Regions from separate parts of the Sus scrofa genome. Here regions 2 and 3 are each linked to region 1. A link is a contact called in public Hi-C and promoter capture Hi-C data. All regions are on one chromosome and are shown on one strand. The core of a region is the stretch at or near the end of the contact, and the rest is flanking DNA. Distances in the headings are between cores, read along the strand shown.

What was found. Promoter capture Hi-C pulls out the DNA fragments that hold promoters and counts their contacts. Hi-C and Micro-C count contacts between places; a contact is called where the count stands out from the background.
Region 2: a contact with region 1 is called in a promoter capture Hi-C map of fetal skeletal muscle, with 5 times the contacts expected there. The contact joins the promoter of CHMP7 here to the promoter of PEBP4 in region 1. A contact is called at or near these places in 1 of 5 promoter capture datasets (fetal skeletal muscle) and 2 of 47 Hi-C or Micro-C datasets (embryonic fibroblasts and heart right ventricle).
Region 3: a Hi-C map of liver shows a contact between it and region 1, with 1.8 times the contacts expected there. The contact joins the promoter of BIN3 here to the promoter of PEBP4 in region 1. A contact is called at or near these places in 7 of 47 Hi-C or Micro-C datasets (embryonic fibroblasts, liver, omental adipose tissue and 2 more) and 2 of 2 datasets of contacts at active chromatin or transcription factors (alveolar macrophages and skeletal muscle).

Annotation. Positions count from the first base shown.
Region 1 is chr14:7,171,360-7,174,980 of Sscrofa11.1, forward strand. It overlaps PEBP4 (phosphatidylethanolamine binding protein 4), which reads right to left and starts at 1,282. Exons shown (of 6, transcript NM_001162888.1): 1 at 1,146-1,282. The coding sequence starts at 1,276.
Region 2 is chr14:7,388,384-7,391,781 of Sscrofa11.1, forward strand. CHMP7 (charged multivesicular body protein 7) reads left to right here and starts at 1,683. Exons shown (of 10, transcript XM_021074113.1): 1 at 1,683-2,162. The coding sequence starts at 1,864.
Region 3 is chr14:6,925,585-6,928,819 of Sscrofa11.1, forward strand. BIN3 (bridging integrator 3) reads right to left here and starts at 1,366. Exons shown (of 11, transcript XM_021073387.1): 1 at 1,003-1,366. The coding sequence starts at 1,109.

The DNA of each region.
Region 1 (3,621 bases), core at 32-2,531:
TGTAATCGATAGGAGCAAAATTTGTGTTTTTTTTCTTTTTGGATCCAACTGCCTAACTTTTTTTTTTCTTTTTTCTTTTGTCTTTTTAGGGCCACACCCGCAGCTATGGAGGTTCCCAGGCTAGGGGTCCAATCGGAGCTGTAACAGCTGGCCGACATCACAGCAACAGCAACATGGGATCCAACCTGTGTCTGCAACCTACACCACAGCTCAAGCAATGCCAGATCCTTAACCCACTGAGCGAGGCCAGGGATCAAACCTGAAATTTCATGGTTCCTAGTCGGGTTGGTTAACCACCAAGCCACAACGGGAACTCCCGCCTAAAATTTTAAGGGAAAACATATTTCTCTTTCTAAAAGTAGTGTTTGTAAGAATTCAAATGCACTCAGAGAGACAGAGTAGGAAGTGAGAGTCCTTGCTCCCAGCCTCACTTCTGATGGCCTCAGAGGGATGCCAGCATACTCGGTCACCAAGCTGGTAGAGGAGGTTGCCAGCAGCATGGCTGGGGCAGCCCTGAGGATGACCATGTGTCCAGGACGATGAAGACTGGCTTTTCTGACCCGCAGGCAGGAGAGAGCCGAACTGATGAAAAGGGAGAGAAGCTTGCGCCCTTGGAAGAGACAAAGCCAGGCCTCGAGACCCAGACTTCCCTGAACAATGTCCATTGGCCACGCTCCCTAACAGGCCCACCTGTCCCGACGCCCCTAGAGCCTTGTTAGGGAACAGGAAACATAGGGAGGGTCCAATCACACACCCTCGGTCAAATAAATGCCACTTTCCTTTAAAATGCCACCTTGCTGGGGGACAGGAGGCGTTCCATGCTGGAGGAAATGATGGTCTCTTTCGGGTGCCAACACAGAGGGTGAGGCCACAGCCCCACAGGGCCCCTCGGGTTTGGAGGCCCGGGGGAGCGGACCAGATCTGCATACCCTCCTAGCCCCGAGAACCGCCCTTGGACAGCAGGGGCCTGAAAGGGTCTGAGTCCTTTCCTTGCTGTCATGTTCCGTCAGAATGGCCCCAGAGCTGCCTTATGTTCTGCCTTCCACAGAGGCTGCCTTGGGAGGCAGTGCCCCCTTGGTTCTGGAAGCACCCCCTCTTCGAGCCTCTAGCGCGGCTCTTGGGAGTGGGGGGCCACCCAGTCTTACTTGCAGAGCACAGCGTCGCTGTCAGACAAGGCCTCGTACACACATGGGTCACTGTCCTCTTCATCTCCGGGGACCGCCATCGTGAGGCCCAGGAACAGGGCTGCCGTAGCCAGCCTCATGGTCCAGCCCATGGGCACCTGGAACGGAAGGAACTTCAGTGCCACCAGGCCCGCCGCAGGGGGTGCTCTGCCCACCCCAGAGCCCCTGCCCCAGGGGCCCACCTGATCAGAACCCTCTGCTCAGTAGGGAGAAGTGCAAGGGAGAAGTTCCGGCCAGGCTGGGCTCCAGCAGCTAATCCGTACCCGGACACAAGAACCTTGGGCGGACCTGGGCCTCTTCCCAGCTGGACTCAATTTTCAGTCCTGGCTGAGGCCCCTCCTCCACGGAGCAGAGCTGTGCTGTCACTCTGCCTGCCGCCCGCCTGGGCGCAGAGCAGGCTGCAGCACAGGAGGGCTTATATAAGCCTCTTACACAGCCCCCCCTCACCCTGCCCCTCCCGAGTTACCCCTGTGCAATCAGTTGAGCCTCCTCCTTTGACTTTAAAGCAAACTCTGGGAGGCTGGTGACCCCAGGCTTCGGGTTCTGGGGGTGCTCATGACGGCCCCACCTTGCAGGGTTTTCTAGGAGCAGGCATGAGGCTGGGGTGCGCCCTTTGCACCAGCTCTGCTTCTCCCACCCACAGCTCCTCTGCCACCTGTCTTGAGAGCCTCGGGGCTGTCGGATGGTGGTCACGGTTGGACACGGTGACCCTGCGGAGGAGGGGCTGCTGCACAGGGGAGGAGGAGGGGAGGGCCACCAGGCCCTGAGGCCAGCTCTGAAGGGCCAGCTGAGGACAGAAGGGTGTGCCCGGCTGTACCTTGCACTGGTGCTGAACTCAGCACTCTCCCAAAATAATAGTCCCTGGAGAAGAAGGCCAGCAGAGCTGCTCAGGAAGGGGGAAGCTTGCACAACTCACTGCACTAGGAGGAAGGGGGGCCTAGGGCTGCGTTGAACACTTGCCTGGGACCCCTGGGTGGCCTTCGTTCCCTCAGGGAACAGGCCTGCAGGCAGGAGGGTGTGGGACTCTGATTGGAACCAGAGAGGCAGGGGGAAGATCAAAGGCAGTTCCTCCACCACAGGGGAAGGGGGAGGGGACCTCAGACACCAGTTTCTGCATTGAGCTCCACTACTTGGCTGGGGGAGGGGGGGGGTGTTGTCTCACACCTCTTCAGGATGCACCACGTCTTGTAAAAACAAATAAAATGATCCTGTCGCCCTTGTGCGGGCGAAGGAAGATGAGGGTAGGTCTAGAGTACATGCAGCTAGATCTTCAGAGAAACATTTCAGCAGAGCTTGCTTTTCAGTTGAATTCCTGCTTCCAGGACCCCAACTTGCAGCAAAAGCCCTTCTTTGGGGCAACAGACCAAACACATTTCTCAATAATCATACTCCCTGAAGTATGACAAAGGCTCCCCACCCCCATCATTCCCAAGGTCCCTCCTACTGGACAGTGTCTCCTAGCAGCCGACCCACAAAATGGTTGTGTTGAAATGAATGAATTACGTAAGGCACTTAGTAAGGTACCTGGCACTGAGGTAATGCTCAATAATTAATGGGTAGTGTAAATATTTTTCCACAGATCCATCCACCTAGCCATTCATTCACAATCCAGCTCTCCAGCTGGGTACCTCACACATGCTGAGCCCTGTGCCGGCCAGGGTACAGACTGAGCATGGTCCCTGAATTCAAGGAGCTCACAGGCAGCCAGAGGCGGAGGATGATGATGGCAGAATGGTCACCCAAGGCCAAGACACTGCTGTCTTCAAAGTGGCAGCCACGGAATTTATGTCGTGTCTCAGCGGTGAAGAATCAGGCTAGTATCCATGAGGATGCGGGTTCCCTCCCTGCTTAACCTCCGTGGGTTAGGGATCGGACGTTGCTGTGAGCTGTGGTGTAGGTTACAGATGGGGCTCCCATCCTGCATTGCTGCTGCTGTGTTGTAGGCCGGCAGCTGCAGCTCTGATTAGACCCCTAGCCTGGGAACCTCCACATGCTACAGGTGCATTCCGAAAAAGAAAAAAAGAAGAAGAAAAAAAATGGCAGCCGCTAAAGAAACCAGAACTTTCCCGGGTGCCAGGCCATTAGGGTGACAAACGGCTGTCTGGAGGTGGGGGTGAGTCCACGGTTCAGGGCTGCTCCGGAGGAGGTTGCTTACGTCAGCAATTCCTCCTTACTCAGGGTGAACCAGGCTTTAAGCACCAATTCCCTCATGGTGGTAATTTTCTGAAGTAGGTCCTATCAGGATCCCATTTTACAGAGCGAGAGACTGAGGCACTGAAGGGTTCGCTAACCTCAACCTGGGTCACGTGGGAAATAAGTGACCGACCTGGGATTCGAACCCTCGCTGTCTGACTCATGCTCCTCATCCACTCTACCGCCCACTCCCGGCGTCTTGGCTGTGCCCCTATCGGCCCCCTTTCTACTCACTTTGTTCTTG
Region 2 (3,398 bases), core at 433-2,932, 220 kb after region 1:
GGAGGCTAAAGTCGTCAAACAGATTTTAATCAGTAGTATATTACTGCAATAAGGAAAAGAGTCCAGGGTGAACTGAACTCAGCTTCTATTTGTACAGAGGTGACTGGGCTCTTTAAAGGGAGAACAAGGGGATAGGGAAGAGGGTAAGCCTGTCTCAGTAGAGTCAGTGAAAAATTACACAATGCAGGAAGGGAGGGTTGATCCCTGTAAAACTCATTTGGGTTTGCTAACTAGGGCTTATCAAAGTAAGACTCCTCCCCTCTCACAGAGGCTAGGAGACAGGGGCTCTGTCTTCAGGTGTTGGCTGGAACAAATAGTAAATTTTTTTTGATAACCTTGAGTTTTCTTAGGCAGGCACTTTAAGGGGGGGTAGGGTCACCTTACAAATATGCCTTCAGCTGCTAGAAACTGTTAGTTTTTGTTCACATCTTTATAGACTAAGGTTGACAGGTATAGTTAAGAAGACTTAGAGGAGCCTGTCTAGAGTGTGGTCAAGAATTTTTGTCAATTGCTATGAGTATTAAATGAGGTATTGTCTGTGAAAGTGCTTGGAGGAATAACACAAGTCATCAGTATCAACACATTCATTTACGTAACCAATCATATCACTTCCTCTCCTTTAAAATGCTTATTAAAATTCTTCCTTACACTAAGTCCCAACTACTAAACATCCTGTCACTCAGTGATAACACCCACTACATCATTTGCCAAGTATTTTACATACATTGTAACATTTCCCTCAAACAACCCTATTAGGAAATATTACTTTACAAGAGGCCCAAGGTCATACAGCCAGTGAGCGACAGAGGCCAAATTTATGTTCCACTCTGATGACTGTTACCTGGTTCCATTAAATAAGAAACTCTTTTCACCTTTTAGATGGTTCAATTAAAAAGAAAACCAGTTTATTCTTAACACACTGAATATGTCTGTTACTCGTTAAGATTTTTGTGTCTGTGTGTGAGAGAATCTAACAATTCTAAGATAATTAGAAGGGCAAGGGTCAAGGTATGCCCTTTTCAGTTTATGAAATAGTTCTCCAGCACCACCATGCATTACAGATATTAAAGCCATTGCACCGCTCTCAGGGAACGAGGGAACAGGACCCGGAATAGTAAATGCTGTATTGTTCAGCCCATGCTGTACTCTTTCATCGTGAAAGAGATCAACGATGAGTCAGAACAGTTGGAGACGGTTTCAAGGAAAATAAGAACTGAGCGCGATCTTAAGGGTATATTGATTCTGAGAAGGTAACAAAGGGACACTCCAAGATAGAGAAGGTGAGGAGTGAAAGCTTATATATCCTTGAAAATCCGGGTATACACTCTCACAGAGCTTAAGTGATCGAGAGTTTTGTTTATCCGTGACGTTATCGTAAAAGGGAGCTCACTCGGAAGTTTAAATGTCTGAAGAACGCCGCTACAAGGTGATCTGCGTGGCTGACGCTCGTGCCTCTGGCGCCCCTTAGCGGGACTCTACAGTCCTATCAGAAACCACCACAAGTTCGGCGGACAGTCGTTTGCCTCTACGATGCTTTGCCAAACTTCCCGATTCCAGACGGGGTGCGACGATGCGCACTTACCCGCTGCGCACACGCGACGTCCTCCTTACCGCACAAAGGCTGCGGGAGGAGGGGTTGGCGCAAGCGCTCTGAGTTTCTCGAAAAATAGGGTCATCATCCTACTTCCGGGCGCAGGCCGGGCGGAGACGCGTGCGCCGTGAGGACACGCGGACTTATTTCATGGGGCGGTGACGTAATGACAGAAGAGGAGGTGGCCAAGGAACGGAAGCCGGGAGGGAACCAGGACGGAAGGGGACCAGGGCCAGGGTTGTGTTCGGAGCCTTGGCGGGGCTGGGGTTCCGATGTGGTCCCCGGAGCGGGAGGCCGAGGCCCCGGCCGGGGGAGACTCGGCGGGCCTACTGCCCCCCGAGTGGGAGGAAGATGAGGAGCGCATGTCTTTCCTGTTCTCCGCCTTCAAAAGGAGTCGCGAGGTGAACAGCACCGACTGGGACAGCAAGATGGGCTTCTGGGCACCGTTGGTGCTGAGCCACAGCCGCCGCCAGGGGGTGGTGCGCCTGCGTCTGCGGGACTTGCAGGAGGCCTTTCAGCGCAAGGGCAGCGTCCCGCTGGGGCTGGCCACCGTGCTGCAGGACCTGCTGCGGTGAGGGCGGGCCCGGGCCGGGGGGCGGGGCGGCTCCCCGCGGGCAGGGACCCGGGCAGTTCTCCCGAGCGCACGCCGCCCAGCCCAGGAGCTGGCCCCCTGGGCAGTCTCTGTTTGCTCTGTGGGCGAAGAAGGAGGCTAGGTTAGGGGGTGTTGGGAGAGAGAGGGAGGAGGGTGGAGGGAAATTGAGAGGCCAGGGTAGCCTCATTACGGAGATGCAGAGGGTTTAGAGTAGAAGCCAGCCTGTCGGAGGTGACAGTGATTTGTCTGGACTGGAATCCCATTATGTAGTTATTTCGTAGGGACTTCTGAATTCAGATTACCTCGAAACATAAATGGTCCATGAGACAGGATTTATTGAACTAAGGAAAGGCAGAGCTAAGAAGACAGTTGTGGGGAAGAGGCCTGTAGGGATCTTGCTAGCAGCCTCCCAGCAGAGGTCATGTGTCTGGCCTGTCTTGGCTTATCCTTGGCACAAGCGGTTTGGAGCAGAAGACATGAGGGAGGTTGAGGGCTTTACTGAGTATCTTGGTGCCCTTTAGGTGCTACCTGTGCAACAGGTGCAGGGTTTTGGAGCTACCTCAGGTGGTAACGTGGACATCTTATACACATACAACACTTCACAGTGTGCAGGTACTTTGCACACACCATTTCATCTGACCCCCTCTGCAGTCCTGTGGGCAGGTGTCCTCAGCAGACAGAAGAGGAAACTGAACCTAAGGAGATAAGCGACTTACCTGGGGTTGCATAGCTAGTTAGAAGAATGGGGGAACTGGACCCCGGGGTCTTCTATTCTAAAGCATATGCACACGTTGTATATGTCATACCCAGAGCAGCCTGGCTGAAGACAAAAGTCAACTTTGATACATTGCTTTTAGCTTGCTGCTCTTTCTGATCAAGAGGTCTCTCCTCCTTTTCCCCAGCTCTCTTGCCTCGGCTGACATCAAAGTTTCAGTCCAGGCCCGAGATGGGGCGCAGGAGAGACAGTAGCTGAAGAAGTCGGTGAGGAGCAAGAACAGTCTGGGCTGCTTTTTTTTTTTTTTTTTTTTTTTGGTCTTTTTGCCATTTCTTGGGCCGCTCTCGCGGCATATGGAGGTTCCCAGGCTAGGGGTTCCCTACACCAGAGCCACAGCAGCACGGGATCCGAGCTGTGTCTGCAACCTACACCACCGCTCACAGCAATGCCAGATCCTTAACCCACTGAGCAAGGCCAGGGATCGAACCTGCATCCTCATG
Region 3 (3,235 bases), core at 116-2,615, 250 kb before region 1:
AAGCATTGCTACCTTGGGATGAAGCCAAACGTATACTTTGGGGAGATGGGAGAGGGATGGAGTGGGAGTTTGGGATTAGCAGATACACAGAGTGGATAAACTTGGTGTTCCCATCGTGCTGCAGTGGTTAACGAATCTGACTAGTAACCATGAGGTTGCGGGTTCAATCCCTGGCCTCGCTCAGTGGGTTAAGGATCTGGCGTTGCTGTGAGCTGTGGTGTAGGTTGCAGATGCGGCTCGGATCCTGCGTTGCTGTGGCTCTGGCGTAGGCTGGCAGCTACAACTCTGATTAGACCCCTAGCCTGGGAACCTCCACATGCCACGGGTGCGGCCATAGAAAAGGCAAAAAGACAAAAAACAAAAACAAAACAAACAAAAAAATAGGCTCCTACTATATAGCACAGGAAACTCTATTCAGTGTTCTGTGATAAACCATGATGGAAAAGAATTTTTTTTTTTTTATGCTTTTTTTTATTTTTTATTTTTTTTTTTTAGGCGTTCTGTGATATGCGTTCACAGGTTATCTAATGGAGCTGTAGCGCTGTCTACACCACAGCCACAGCAACCAGATCCAAGCTGTCTTCGACCTACCACGCTCACGCACACCATGATCTTCAACCGCTGATGAGCCAGGATCGAACCCACAACCTCATGGTTCCTAGTCGGATTCGTTAACCACTGTGCCACGACGGGAACTTCGGAAAAGAATTTTTAAAAAAGAATTTCTAAGTAAAACTGAATCATTTTGCTGTATAGCTGAAATTAACACAATTGTCAATCACCTATATTTCAATAAATAAATAATAGAAAGTAAAAGGGGAAAACATGTACCTTCTGGAAGGGAAGGATTCCACCTGAGGCCCTACTGGGGCTCTGCTTCTCATCTTCAACCCCAAACCTTCCACGTAGACAGCAGGACCTTGGAGGAGACTGGCAAGCAGACTGGCCTCCCAGGAGTCTGTCAGGGGAGCACCTGCTCCGAGCTGGGCCCCATTTCCTTACCTGTGGCTCACTGGCTCAGCTTGGCGTGCGATGGGCTGAGGGTGGAGGCTGGGCTGGGGCAGGCAGCCTGCTCTCCTCTGGACCCACAAGCTTCCCTCCGTGAGCATGGTGTGCCATGTGGCATTGATCCCGGGGGGAGCTGAACTCAAAGAAGCACAAACACCAACCACTGTTGTGGAAAGTTCAGCTGCAGGGTCTCCAGACCCGGGGTTGGGAGCTGTGTCTCTCTCTTCTGTGACCAATGCACCATTCAGGCCGACCCTGACCTTCTGGGGGTGGAGTGGGAGAGAATATGAGCAAATTCGGTTTCTGAGTGGAGGAGCTTTGGGTGCTCCTGGTTTCAAGCCCGGTAACTACTGCTCCCTCCCCAGAAGTCTGAGCTAGAAGTTAAAACTTCCCTGTTCAGGTGGCAGGGATCTGCTTTAGTGGCCAAAGCTATTTACTAGAGGGCAAACAGCTGAAGAACCAGCTCTGCCATCAGACCACAGACTTCTCTCTGGAGCTTTTCATGCAGAAGTTGGTAATCAGGTGCTTCCCATTGACTCTCACCTCTGAGGTTTTCATACGTGCCCTCTCTCAAATTCCCCACACAGAGGTCTAGGGCTGATCTAACTCCTCTCCATGCCAGCCTCTAGGCAGCTAAGAGTAAGGATTCTAGAATGGATCTGAGCCGTTAGGGGCTTCATGAGAACAAGGCTGAGACTGAGGGAACCAAGTATGAAGGAGCCAAATTGATGGGCTGAGCTCCCTTGTAGCCCTGAAGGTCTTTGTATCTCAGGGAGGCTCCTGCTGCAGAAATTAAGCAGCAGGTTTCTACATAGTTTCACTCCCTGCTTCTTCCTATTCTGCACCTGTGCAGCAAGATGCCTCAGAACAACAGAATTCTCTGGGCGGTCATAGGCCAAGGACATGGGAGAGGAGTGAGGGTGGGAGAAGATGGAGGGTCTCAGAGTGAGACTTTCCAGTGGTGGGGAGCCCACATGGATGGTCAAAGGTCAGGGTGAAGTGGCAAACTAGAAGCTGGGATGGCAAGCAGAGGTCAGGGCCAGGAAGAGCTGTCTGGATCCTGGCTCTGCCTCCGAGTGGCTTGAGGGAGTCTCTTCTCTCCTCAGGGCCTCATCTTCCTTGACAGTAAGAGTCTGATTAGATCTCAGACTGCTTGTTGCTGGCTGCCTGGAGTGCTCTGTTGAGGATTCTGGGAAATCTTCTATTGATGGGGAAAGTCTGTGATTGATTAGCAATGTCTGCCATGGATGAATAAAGGGAATGGGATCGTATACATTCCTCTTTATTATTTTGTTATTTTTATGCATTAATGGAGCACTCATGATGTGCCAGCACTATTCTAAGCAGTTCACATTTAATCTTTACAACAACGCTACAGGGTAGGTAGGTATTATTATTATTAATAATATTATTAGCATGAAGGACAGTCAGTAAGTAGCAAAATGGAGATTCCAACATGGGCAACCCCCCCCACCAACCCTTAAGCCTTTTTGCCACTATGGAATACCAGCTCTTGTTGATGATTCCTGACAATCTATGATTCTGTTGAGAAAAAAATGGGGTCAGAAGATAGAAGGATCCAGGAGATGCACAAACACTGAATGGCCAGGTTGGGGTAGAGGGCGGGTGAGCACATGATCAGGCGCCTAACAAGAGATCTGACCCTGGGCCTCAGCCTGGGAGCTTTTATATACTTCCTCCAGTTTGGCACACTCAGGACCAGCAGGTGGCAGCACCTGGCAGGGTGAGAGGAAAGGGCAGCTCCTGACTTGGCATGGGAGTCCTTCAGGGATCAAACAACCCAGATAGCGAGGAAAGCACGAACGAATGAGAGTGTGGAGGAAGGCTAGCCAAGGGCCCCGAGGAGGAGGAGGGACCCAGTCTCAGACCCATAGGGAGCTGCCATGGCCAAAGATTTAGTTCCACCCGCAGAGCGAGCCTCTCAGCTTGCATTTCATGGTGCCTGCTGTGGGCTTTTTTTTCCTCCACTCTGGGAGAATGACTAACTTTAAGGACTAAAAAAAAAGTGTTTTGATTACACTGCCTTTTTACCAACTGGGAGCATTAGTCACCGAGGATTGCTGCAGATAACGGGGAAGGCAAGCAGCATCCCCCTCCTCCCCCTCCTGCTCCCTGATTAGCTCACAGAAGCCAGGGAGGAGACGCTAGTGAGAGAAGGAGAGTGCACAGGAGGGAAAACAGTCCCCCCCACGGCATTGCCCCAGGC